2 separate regions of the Mus musculus genome follow, and region 2 is linked to region 1. Evidence: chromatin contacts called from public HiChIP or PLAC-seq data. All regions are on one chromosome and are shown on one strand. The core of a region is the stretch at or near the end of the contact, and the rest is flanking DNA. Distances in the headings are between cores, read along the strand shown.

Region 1 (6,159 bases), core at 1,896-4,395:
CTCTTCATCTCTCCTAAAGCCAACAGAGTACAGGAATTCATCACCCATAAGTACCCTAGGCTGGAGACTATTTGCTCTCAGATCAACTATTCTTACCTATCTTGTCACCATGATACTGGAAGCCACACAGCCTGAACTGAGCACATCTTTCCATTGGATCCATGCAACTGTCTGTTGCTCATACACATGCTTATGCTGTGTGCTCCTGGTTGTGGGTTTCAATCAGCATCTCTTAGTTAAGTAATGACAGTAATATGTTCAGGTCTTCTTGCTAATCTTTGATTCTAATGCACTTTCAAAGTCTTGCTCAATTCTGCAACTTATTTCCAGCTTCATTTCCATTTAGTTTCCCTCAGGAAGACACTTGTGCCCTTCACTTTGGATTTAAGAATGATGTAGCCATATCCTCTTTGCATTTTGCATCTTCAAATATAAAAATCAGAGTATTTTGCTATTACTGATGACATGAATAATAGGTAAGCATTATCAAGACTTCTAATCTTATGTTTATATGTTACTAATTTCTGAATCACAGCAACATTGATAGGAAACATTATCATCATGTTAAATGTAATAAAGCTTCAGTACAAAGAAGTTGCATGTTGTCTTATACGATTGACATGATAAAATGCCATAACCCAGACAACTTGGGAAAGAGAGGGTTTATTTTGCTTACACTTCCACACCACAATTCATCACTGAAGAAAGCAGGACAAGAACTCAAAATGGGCAGGGACCTAAAGACAGGAGCTGATGCAGAGGTCATGGAGGGGTGCTGCTTAATGGCTTGCTCCCTATGCCTTGCTCAGCCTGCCTTCTAAGAGAACCCAGGACCACCAGTTCAGGAGTGAACTCACCCACAATGAGCTGAGCCATCCCCCATCAGTCACTAAGAAAATGTCCTACAGGCTTCCCTACAGCCCTATTTTATGGAGGCATCCTTTCAATCAAGAATCTCTTCTCTCAGATGGCCTTACCTTGTTGACACAAGGTATCTTACTGCACAAGTGCCCAGATGATAGCAGCACCAGAACAGAAAGTCAGGAAGCCTCTTTTGAGAATTAAGCCAGGGGTATCTCCAATGTTAACTGTCCCCACTACTTGGCTTCTTAAGGATGCCACCTTGGAGATGAAATGTGGTCTAAATCTGGTTTCTCCATACGAAGAGAAGAAATTCAATCGGTGAAGACTCACTATGAGGATGACCTACATTCTGATATTCTTCCAGGAGAGAGGGACAACAAATTAAAACAAAGCAGAAGCCACCATGCATGGACTGACTTCTCATTCCAGGGCTGGTACCCATGGGAAGGGAGTAGAACATCATTGGTAGTGAACTGAGTACGCTGTATCCAGAATTACCAACACAAAAGCCATCCCAGTCTGGAAGCAACCATGTGACAGTGTGATAAGGATGAGAGTTAGTCAGGCAAAGAAGGACTGAGTTAACAGACACAAACCTCCTCTCTGGAAGATAAAGAGATTTCTGCCAAAACTCACAGGGAACTTGAAAGAGAGCTGAGGCGTTTGTACTGGAGCAGCAGTTGCAAGATTGCCTAAAGGAAGCTGAACCCAGCCAGCATGTCAGAGAAAATGTATCCATGTAGCTTGGGAGACAGACAGGGTCAGGAGAGCACCAGTGTGTCCTCACATAAAGCCCTCCATTCAGAAGACAAGGGTATGCATATGTTCTAGGTTTGTGTGACATTAATGCAGAAGCAATCATTAATAAAATTACAAAATGTTGTCAACACAATTATATAATATGTATTAATAAAGAGAATTTGTTCCCTCTACAATCTTTCTGTGCTCAAATTATATTTCTGGTACAATGGCTTTACTAACTATGACAATAGACAGAGCTTAATGTCTCATAATAAAAATGTTAACAATGCCAGACTATAGAATATTAACATAGCCCGTAGTACCAGAAAATTTAAATGAAGAGATTAAATAAATAAGTTCATTAAGGGTTGATGGTAATAATAGTTCTACATGTCCATACAGATCTGAGTAAACTCCAGAGTGTTCTAAGAGTGTGTTCTATGCATTTTAAGAATAAGAGACAAATGAACACACTCACATTATCAAGCACTCCTAGAGAATTTAACAAAACGGACCCAGTGTTTCAAAAACTCCCTGTTTGATTAAATTCCACCCTTCGTTCCTCCAACAGAAGAAACAGAGCCCTCAAAAGCAGAAGACCATCTTGTTCTTTCATTTTTTTTCCTGACTGAACACAATGCATCCTCTTTTAAAAGACACATATCCTGTGAGAACAGAGCAGGAGTAAGGTAAATCATGGATGGAGAGATGGAAGTTCTCACGGTGAGCCACTGTCAAAGTTCCAGGCAGGCTTGCTCTCACTCTTCATCCCTTTTGCATTGCCCCATAGATAAGCACAGGTATCTCAAGAGATAATAATACATACACCATGGCTTTTCTTTTTAAGCATCTGCTACAAGTGCCATACAAGCTGTGTTACAGGCTATGGATCAGTCACGTGCCTAGGATATTTATGAGGCACATCTAATAATAGTCTCCATTTTACAAGTAAAAATAAGAGCACAGGAAGCTTGTGTGAGGTTGTAATAAAACCACTAAATGGCACGTCTGGGATCTAAATTCCACTCCATTCAATACTAAACACATAGAGGTTTATGCAAATATAGCCACCACTATTTATAAGGAGAAAACACAATAGCCATGACTTCTGAAATGAGGCAATTGATAATGCTCAACAAACACCAGAGGTGCCACAAAGATTGAAGTGTCAACATCTATGATATGTTGGGGGAAATGTCAATAATAAATAAAAGCTACATAACCAACATCTTTCTTATGTATTGTTCTATACCCCAGCACTATGCAGGAGAAGTAGGTTATAGAGTTTTAGGAAAGAGTATAATAATGAACACACTGGCATTACATAGAGAAAACAAGTGTAGATTGGAAGACAGGTATGCAGTTAAAAAATTTCAGGTGTGGACTTAATCCTTAAATAGAAATACTACATTACAAAAATGTCACTTTTTTTTCCAAATTTGTTCCCAAGAAATGAAATTGAAAGCAACGTTCACATACAAGAGCTGATTAAGGAAGTGAAATCGATGCCGTGCTCTTAAGTTCATCTAGAAAATAATCCATGGGTATAAGCACTATTTAAATAGTAAAAGAATAAGAGGAAGCAGACAGAGTGGAGCTTACAGTCCACTAGTTTATGAAAAGAACATGGTTCACGAGTGCTGCAATACGTCTGTCTAGGAAACCTTCTAAATCTGCATCTTGAAGCAGCAGCTTGGCCGAACCACTTAGCACAGCACATGAAAGAATTAACCCACTTTTTTCAGAGAAAGCATAGGGTCTTAGCTTATATCATGTGACAAACTGCAAACTGCAGATTTTCAAACAAAGCATCCAGAGGAAACATGTCTGATGTCTAGCTAGAGATACAGAGTTGATATTTTTAATTCAAAATGGGAAGAATAGCAGATTTGATACAATTTCCTAAACACATGAAACTCAAGAAAAATGAAGACTGAAGTGTGGACACTATCCCCCTCTTTAGAAGTGGGAACAAAACACCCATGGAAGGAGTTACAGAGACAAAGTTTGGAGCTGAGATGAAAGGATGGACCATGTAGAGACTGCCATATCCAGGGATCCACCCCATAATCAGCATCCAAACGCTGACACCATTGCATACACTAGCAAGATCTTATCGAAAGGACCCAGATGTAGCTGTCTCTTGTGAGACTATGCCGGGGCCTAGCAAACACAGAAGTGGATGCTCACAGTCAGCTAATGGATGGATCACAGGGCTCCCAATGGAGGAGCTAGAGAAAGTACCCAAGGAGCTAAAGGGATCTGCAACCCTATAGGTAGAACAACATTATTAACTAACCAGTACCCCGGAGCTCTTGACTCTAGCTGCATATGTATCAAAAGATGGCCTAGTCCTCCATCACTGGAAAGAGAGGCCCATTGGACACGCAAACTTTATATGCCCCAGTACAGGGGAACACCAGGGCCAAAAAGTGGGAGTGGGTGGGTAGGGGAGTGGGGGTGGGTGGGTATGGGGGACTTTTGGTATAGCATTGGAAATGTAAATGAGCTAAATACCTAATAAAAAATGGGAAAAAAAGATAATACAAATGTCAAAAGTTCTATAAATTAATACATAGTAAAATTATAAGATTAGTGGAGTTTATAAAGTAAAATAAATATACTAACATATAGCTCCTTATTATAGGAAGTGATTATAAAAAATTAAGAACTTTTTCATATCTTTCTATTTCTAATTATAAAAGAAATGGGGCAGATAGTTTCAAAGTATGAAAAGGCAAACATTAAATGAATATACTGTGGAGCTCTGTCTCTGTGGTATTCAGGAGAGATGTCATCTTTATACTTTGCAAAGTTAACAAAAGCTAGGGCTTTGTGAGGCAATGGAATGGGCTCAGTGAGTAGAGTAACTTGTGACCTGCCAAGAGAACTCCCGTGGAGAAATGGTAGAGATGATTTCTGAAAATTGTTCTCTATTCTCCACACTTACGCATCACTCGCATCCCAACTCTAATAATAAATTAAAAATGCAAATTTAAAAATTACTAGTCTGCATTCTCCTCCAGTTTTCTATACAGGCCGTGTGGGGATGTGACTGAAGATGCAGGCAAGGTGAGATGATGATGATGATTCTCATTTCCAAACCTTGCACAGGAAAGGTAAAGGCAGGAAGATCAGAGTCCAGGGCCAGCCTCTCTAAAGAGGTAGCATATTAGAGCTATCCGGAGCATTTCAGCTCTGCACGGAAAGAGATGCACTGAAACATGAAACACACTGAAATGATACTCATAAAAATCACCCTCCAAATCCTGCCTATCAACTGCATTCTACTCTATCCCGGGTCCTTAGGCAGTGCTTCCCACCAGTTCTTGCTCATCCTGAAAAAAAATCTCCCTGCAGAATACAAGCATGTTTAGGACATAGACTTTCAATCCATCATTTCTTCTATAAATATTAAATAACAAGTAGCATTTTGTGTGTCCTTGAATATCTATTAATGAGCAGAAAGGTCATTTATATTTCTTTTTATGCAAAATGTCTATTCAAGTTCTTTTCCCACACTTGCACCCATCCTTCTCTATTCATATCCACAGTTTCCATCAGAGAAAAAAGAATTCCTACCTGTCCCCTCCAACCCCAGTTCACCAGTTTCATTTTCAATTTCTCCAGATTGTTGTTATTTTCACCCAAGGGGAGTTTTATACAATGAGTCAGGTTTATGTTTTTGAAGATGCCTGTTTTAGACGTTGAAACTGAGTAAGAGTTGGAATTTTCCGATGAGATGCTTTGGGGAATTCCTAAGTAACAAGTCACCAACATGGAAGAGTTTTACTTCAGTCGGCTTGTTTTAGAGTGCTAGCTCACCCTCTTGTCGGCGTTGATAATTGAGCTGGTCCAACATCACCAGGACAGTTGAGCTTTGAGCTATGGACCTTTATCAGATGCCTCTAGCATTTTGTCATTAGTGACGCCATACTGTCTGGGCTACAGCTGTGTATATGTGCACACCAATGCAATGTTTATCTGTCTGTCTCTTACTCTGTCGAGTCAGTTATTGTGTATGAATTTGGGCATATACGTACCTGCTGTCTGTATGTGTGCCTATGAGTGTGTATATTTGGCATGCAGCTCCACATACAAGTGTGTGAGTGTGTACATGGAGGTCAGAGGTCAACATCTAGTGTTTCCTTTGATGGTTCTCCACCTTAAGTTTTGAGGAAGCATCTCTCTGAAACTGCAGCTCATTGTTTCATCAAGGTTGAGTAGTTAATGAGCTCTGAGGGTTCGCCTAGCTTTGACCTCAGCCCAGTGCTGGAGTTACCAATGTGAACTGCTGAATCCAGCTTTAAATAGGTGCTAGCTATCCAAAACGGATCCTCACATTTGTGGACCAAGATCCTGACCTACTGAGCCTTATTATTATTTTTTTAAACATGTGTAAAGACTATTGAATATTTTTTAACTAAATTTATCCATCTGTGAACATTTGCCTATTATTTTTCTTTGGCTTCTAGGATATGATGAATTACTTTTAGACAATAAGCTTTAATTTCTAAGATAAATCTTAATTGAACATAATATATTATTCTTTCA
Region 2 (6,159 bases), core at 1,030-3,529, 720 kb after region 1:
TTTTAGGTCACTGGCATCCAGGTGTAAGCTTATTTCAGGAACTCTCCTGTTAACCCTCACCAGCCTACATGGAAAGATCTAAATAAGTCCTTAACAGTTTCTCGGGTCTTCTGAGAGCATTTGGGTATCAAGAGGAGAACGAGGTATGATCTGATAAAGTCTGAATCAAAATGTGCATCATGGGAAATTGCTAAATTGAGTCTCCTCTGAGAGTTAGAATCAAATAAGATTACAAGGAAAATAACAAATGACTATCAAAACCCACCGTACTATAAAGTGGTTTACGATTTTATTCTCTTTTTGTCTGAAACAATAACAAAAGTGTGCTGTCTTTTGAGTAGACAGTATTGTGATACATGCAGCAATTCCAGAGACATAGGTGGCCACCTGTGTCCCTCTGGACAATCAGAAGGATCTCTTCCTCCTCCTCCTCCTCCTCCTCCTCCTCCCTAGCAGTTGGCAAGGTCATACAGAGCAGGGATTATCAGGAAAGCAAGCTCTTCCCACTGAGCTGTATTTATGTATTTGATTTGAGCTTTTCCACCTCATTACACTAATATCTTTCAAACATTCGTGAGCTGTAAATCCATGCTGCCCACTGGAATTTTGAGTCCAGGGCGATGGAATTCTCCACTGCTCCTTTTCCTTCCTTCCTTCCTTCCTTCCTCCCTCCCTCCCTCCCTCCCTCCCTCCCTCCCTCCCTTCCTTCCTTCCTTCCTTTCTTTCTACTTTTAATGCATTCCTATTCGATGGTAGAGAGCAAGGCAAGGAAAATGATAACAAGCTTCAGAAAAATCACCTCTGTCAAAGGTCTAGCACATCCCATAATTAATGCCCGCCTCCAAGGCCTGAGATGCTTCGTAGCGAGGAAGCAGGTGAGTGCTAAACCAGACTCTCTCCAATGAAGTTTCGAAGATGAGTCTCACTGTCCCCTCTGTCTCAGGTGACACATCTGCACTTCTCCAGGGGGGATCTGTGTTGTGAAAACAACTGAGTCACAAAGGAAATTTTAATATTTAGTCTAATGACATTGGGGTAATTCAACAACAAGAGAAATACAAAATTACATTGCATGACCAGACAGAAAAAGATCTGGTAGGTGTTTTCTGGCCAGTGGCCAGGTAAACGCTGATTATATAAGCAAGTCCTTGACCTAATACCCTACAGGATGCTAAGGAGCCCAAGAGGCCCACCCTTAGCCTGTTGATCTGACTCCAAGGAGACCCTGTGGCAAACTCCCTGAGCCTTTGACAGTCTCTGCTTACCAAAGAGTTTTGAAGGGCTTCCCTGTGACCTTCATGGCAAAAGAAAGATTAAAAGAAAGTTTTTCCTCTTGAGATAACTGGCAAAGCTCTTACTATAGACATTGCTGCTGCCTTCCGTGATGAGGAGGCCCTGACCTGAGGACCCAGTGAGCCACACGTGGCTATGCAGCCCAGGAGTGCCCACTGACTATGCATTTACAGGCATGCATTTTTCTGGAGCAAGTGGTGCACCAACTCTGTCCAACAGAAATACAGCCCAAGTCACATGCATTTTTTTTTCTAACTCCCGATAGCCACATTTTAAGAAGCAAAAAGGAAACAGGTGGAAATTATTTAATAGCAGTTTAATCTAATATTATTATTGTTTTGATGTGCAAATGATGTAGGGTGTCAGGAAAACATTTTCCTCTATTCTTTGTTACCTATTCTAAATCTGCTGTCTTTTACACGCCCAGCACATCATCATTATTACTAGCCACAGTTCAAGCTTTCCGTAGCCACATGTGCCTAGTGGCCACCAGCCGGGCAGCACAGCCCAAGAAATGTTCCAGAATCCTTACAAGTGCTCTCCTGACTGTGACAGGAGAAAAAGGATAAGATTACCTCAGGTTTTCCCCAAAAGAAAAACAGACTTTAGCCAAGTTACCTAAGGAGACAGCCAGGGATGTTCTTATTCCATAAGTAATAGCGGTTCAAATAGCCTTTATCAACTTTCTAAACACAGTGTCCACTGTCCTCAGCAACTGTTGCTTCTCTGACGAGCTGTTTGTTAAAAAACAACAAGACAACCAACCATGCTGATTTGGTGCTGAAATAAAATTACACCCTCACTTTTATGACAAACCCTGAGACTCATGTGAGAGACTTACACCCCTCACTTCTATGACTAATCCCAAGACTCTTAATGTGACACTTAGCCAAAGAGAATTTACCTCAACCCATAGTTCTTCATCCCTGTGGCTGCCCCGTTCTAAAGCAGTAGAACTCAGAGACAGGAAAGGCGCAGGAAACCGCAGGCCGAGCCACATACCCGGTCTGTGTGGCATTGCCGAGAAAGGATCTCTGAGCTTGTGGCCATCCAGCCTCTATGTGGTGAATGGCGAGCAGCTTTCTCTTCAGCTTTGTCCAAGGTTGAGAGAGGAAAAGAGCCCTGAACTCCCTCAGAGTCACTTTCAGAATGGCTTCCTCCTGCGTGGTTAATCCTTCTAAAGGGCTGCTGCCTCCTAAGAACAGCCTTGGGTCTGGCAGGGCCTTCAAGGTCAGTTCTGGTCACACACCCAAGGGATGGATATAGTATGGAGACAGGAGATGATAAGGTATCAGAGGCAATCAGGCAGTGGTGGCTCACACCTTTGAACCCAGCACTCAGGCAGGTGGATCTCAGTGAGTTTGAGGTCAGCCCGGTCTATGAAGCAAGTTCTGGGACAGCTACAGAGACAAATACTGGGTGGAGGCAGGGGCAGAGGTGGGGAGGAGTACCAGAGGCACCTAGCTATTTCAACATTGTGTGTGACATCCTGGCCATGGAAGCAAGTCTCTCTCCAGAGATTTGTTGTTGTTGTTGTTGTTGTTGTTGTTGTTGTTGTTGTTGCTTTAACATTTTCATCTGTGGGTATTCAAGGGTCTAGCCTGTTAAGAATGGCTGTGCCCAGTGGCCATTTTCTTTACAGCCCAGACATTCCTGGGACTACAACACTTCCAGAACCAAAAGAGAACATCAGTCTGCCTAAGATTCTTGGTGTAAGCTTAGTTGGTGCTGAAGTAGATTGCATAAGCATTTAATGGCATTTAGTTGTCCACTGAATGCATATCCTTGGCTGAACACCATGAAAATTACCAAATAAAAACTTTCAAAAATTTTAGGAAAGATCATCATGCAATCTACAAAGAGAAGGTCCAGTCTCTGCAGTGCTGAGGTACTGAGGCCAGGGAGATGATGTCCTGTAGAAGAAAAAAAAAAAAATTAAATGTATGAGTTGCTCTATCTGCATGTACACCTGCAAGCCAGAAGAGGGCATCAGATCCCAGATACAGATGGTTGTGAGTCCCCAGGTAGTTACTAGGAATTGAACTCAGGACCTCTAGAAGAGCAGTCAGTGCTCTTAACCACTGAGCCATTTCACCAGCCCCCATAGCATTCTTAATTTCCCTTCCCTTCCTTGCACACACACACACACACACACACACACACACACACACACACACACACACACTTTCCCTATCTTACACCCCATTTCCTTAAACCCTGTTCCTTGGTCCCCTCCTAATAGGCCACATTCGCACAAGAGCAGGATTTGCGTGACCTGTTTCTGCCATCTTCCCAGGGTCCTTAACATTTAGCAAGCCATGCTTCTTGGAAAGAACGTACGGCAAAGAGGAGCAGAGGCACTGCCCTTCAAAGACTGGGCTGCCTGATTTCCTGAGCAGTATTTCTGTCCATTTTGGGAGAGGACGGAGGAGCAGGGGTGATGGCTGAATTTCACAAGGGAAACGACCAGTACCCTGAAGGACATCCACAGCAGGCAAGATCCCAGATCAAAGCAGGGTGAGCTAAGGAGAAAGTCTATGTGGAAAACTGCCCCTCCCCTGGGCTCGGAACTTACCAATGAGTCCCAGGGAGAGCAGGTGTTGAAGGGAGTCAATAGTCATGAGTTAAAACGTCTTGATTGTGAAGAAGATTGGGATACTTGGCTCCCAACAGCAGGCCTTTCTCAGGAGGGTCAGACAGTGCTAGTTAAAATCTTGTAGATAGGGAACTATTTTATTCCACTGTGAGCTTCGTGGTGGCATGGTGTTATCATCCCATAACTAATGAAGTGAATGTAGATCCCAGATGTGGACTTTAATTAATTTAATCAGTTCCTTGTTCTGTAAGAGCCTGTCTCACTCACTCACTCTCTCCCTGTCCTATGTCCTTCATAATCAAATGGCTTTTTCTTGAACCTCAGTGCCCAGATCCTCTAAACTGGTGGCATTACAGATGCTCACCCTCACTGCAGAGCTGTTTGCTCTTTAGCCACTTGATATGTGTTCATTGATGAGGGGGAAGAGGAAGAAGAGGAAGAGGAGGAGGAGGAAGAAGAGGAAGAGGAGGAGGGGGGAAGGAGGAGGATGTGGGAGTGTGCTTCTTGTAAGACCTCTAAAGAGGCAGACAGGAAAATCTACAGAGAAAGGAGAGACAGTTGAGTGACCCAAAGTCATTGCTGGGTAGAAATTCTCTGGTGTGCGGTTCTTTGGCCAGCAGTGACCTTGGAGAAAATGTGAGGACCGTGTGTGCTAAATAAACCAAAGACTGATCAACATCCAAATGGACACATGTTCTTCTGTGAACTAGCTGAATTGTCTCCTGATGTTCTCACAAACAAAAGTCAAGGTGGATCCCTTGGGCATTTCAATTTTTTCAGGCTGCTGGTTGGCCTCGATAAATCCACAAATCTAAAACAATGGACTGTGGCCTTAGTGACACACATGCCATCTTTAAACTTTCGTGTTTAACCCTCTTTACTTCAAAACTTCAGACAAATCTAGCACTCATATTGAACTCAGAATAGTTTTCTTTGAGAATGTGAAGATTTTAAATAGCCAAAGATTTCTTCATGTAAGAGCTAGCCCATTGTAGTGTATCCTGCTCTTTGAAGTAAATACCAAATTGTCGCCTATTAGGGACAGAGCAGTTGAAGGCCAGTGCATGGGCTTAGCAATCCAAATTTGTGTTGCTGTCTTCCGAACCTGTCTGTAGAATTTTATTGCAAGGGTCAGAGCGCCCTCTGCTGGTCTGATACTTTCAGCAAATTAATTTGCAGTGGGTTTCCAAGTCAACAAATGTGTCTTGCATTTTCATCGGTACCATTCCTTCAATAGTGGAGAATTTGGCCAGCAGTTATCAAATGAAGAGAGAATGTCTTGAACTCTAGAGAGCTGTAGGAGACCTCAAAGCAGGCCTGTTTTAAAACGTTGCTGTGTTCTGTTGCTGTCTGGGATGTGTGTTGTCAGCATTGCTCTGTGTGGCTTTGGCTCAGCTCCGCTTCCTCCCACGAAATCGAGAAGGAAGATCAATAAGAGGACTTCTTCTTCCGTGTGAATGTAAATGGTGTGAAATAAAGCGTTTTGTATGTGTGCAGAATCAGTTTAGTTCCTGCCTTCAGCTTACTAATAGGAAATGATTGTACCATTTTATAATTAGGAAGAAATTTAGAGGTGGAAGAGGGTGGGGAGGGAGTGTTATTTTTATAGTGGGATGTCCGTTATGTTTAGAAAACTTGAGATAAATTTTGTATTTGTGAAGTTACATTCCATCCATTCCAGGGTGGGGGTTCTTTAAAACTCTCCTTAGGTGGAAGGAAGAATTTTCTCATTTGCAGAATATCCGGAATGCATGTGTCGCCTTCCGTGGCATGCACTTCTGTAACCTGCAGACCATAACCAGCAAGTGTCTGTTTAAAAGCAGGAAGTAGAGCAGCATTTTTTTAAAACTCTCTTTGTGTGACACATTATCTGTGATTAAAAAAAAAACTACAAAGATAATGGATCTGTAAGTCTGGAATAATCAGACATGATGTTATAAGTCGGCCTCCAGCATCACCAACCCCATGAGCAAAGAGAAAACCCAGGCCTTTCTTTCTCCACCCTAGTGGGAATTATTAGCTTCTGTTGTCAAAGGGTGATGCCACAGTCAGTATTCCCTTGAGCTTGCCTATGATGTCATTTTGGCTGGTCTGAGGGTGGAGTGAAAGATAGGCCCATCTCACCTGTAATCTGAGATAGGACAGTGAAGGCAACCCTGACCTCACTGCCTGCTGACCCACCAATCACAAGAACTGGCTCTGGCTGGTTTTTGTCTGAGGGAATTTTGGACTTGAAGTTTGGTTCACTTTTCTTGTGCTGAAATATGGTG

What was found. HiChIP or PLAC-seq counts read pairs in DNA pulled down with a chosen protein or histone mark.
Region 2: an H3K4me3 HiChIP or PLAC-seq map of bone marrow-derived macrophages shows a contact between it and region 1, with 6 times the contacts expected there. The contact joins two enhancer-like sites. A contact is called at or near these places in 1 of 39 promoter capture datasets (the C10 cell line), 2 of 15 datasets of contacts at CTCF or cohesin (large pre-B cells and pro-B cells), 42 of 484 Hi-C or Micro-C datasets (the AML12 cell line, the AtT-20 cell line, B cells and 24 more) and 2 of 115 datasets of contacts at active chromatin or transcription factors (bone marrow-derived macrophages and large pre-B cells).

The regions. Positions count from the first base shown.
Region 1 is chr8:82,367,681-82,373,839 of GRCm38.p6, forward strand. All of the region lies in intron 2 of Il15 (interleukin 15), which reads right to left. Among named protein-coding and RNA genes, the nearest start is that of Il15, 32 kb to the right of the region's middle. Within about 2 kb of position 3,146, at least 20 of the 459 cell types and tissues checked have an H3K27ac peak or open chromatin away from gene starts, as enhancers often do. A contact at or near this core is called in bone marrow-derived macrophages, where this site is marked.
Region 2 is chr8:83,084,547-83,090,705 of GRCm38.p6, forward strand. Rnf150 (ring finger protein 150) reads left to right here. Exons shown (of 7, transcript NM_177378.4): 7 at 1-6,159. Among named protein-coding and RNA genes, the nearest start is that of Tbc1d9, 78 kb to the right of the region's middle. Within about 2 kb of position 2,280, at least 47 of the 459 cell types and tissues checked have an H3K27ac peak or open chromatin away from gene starts, as enhancers often do. A contact at or near this core is called in bone marrow-derived macrophages, where this site is marked.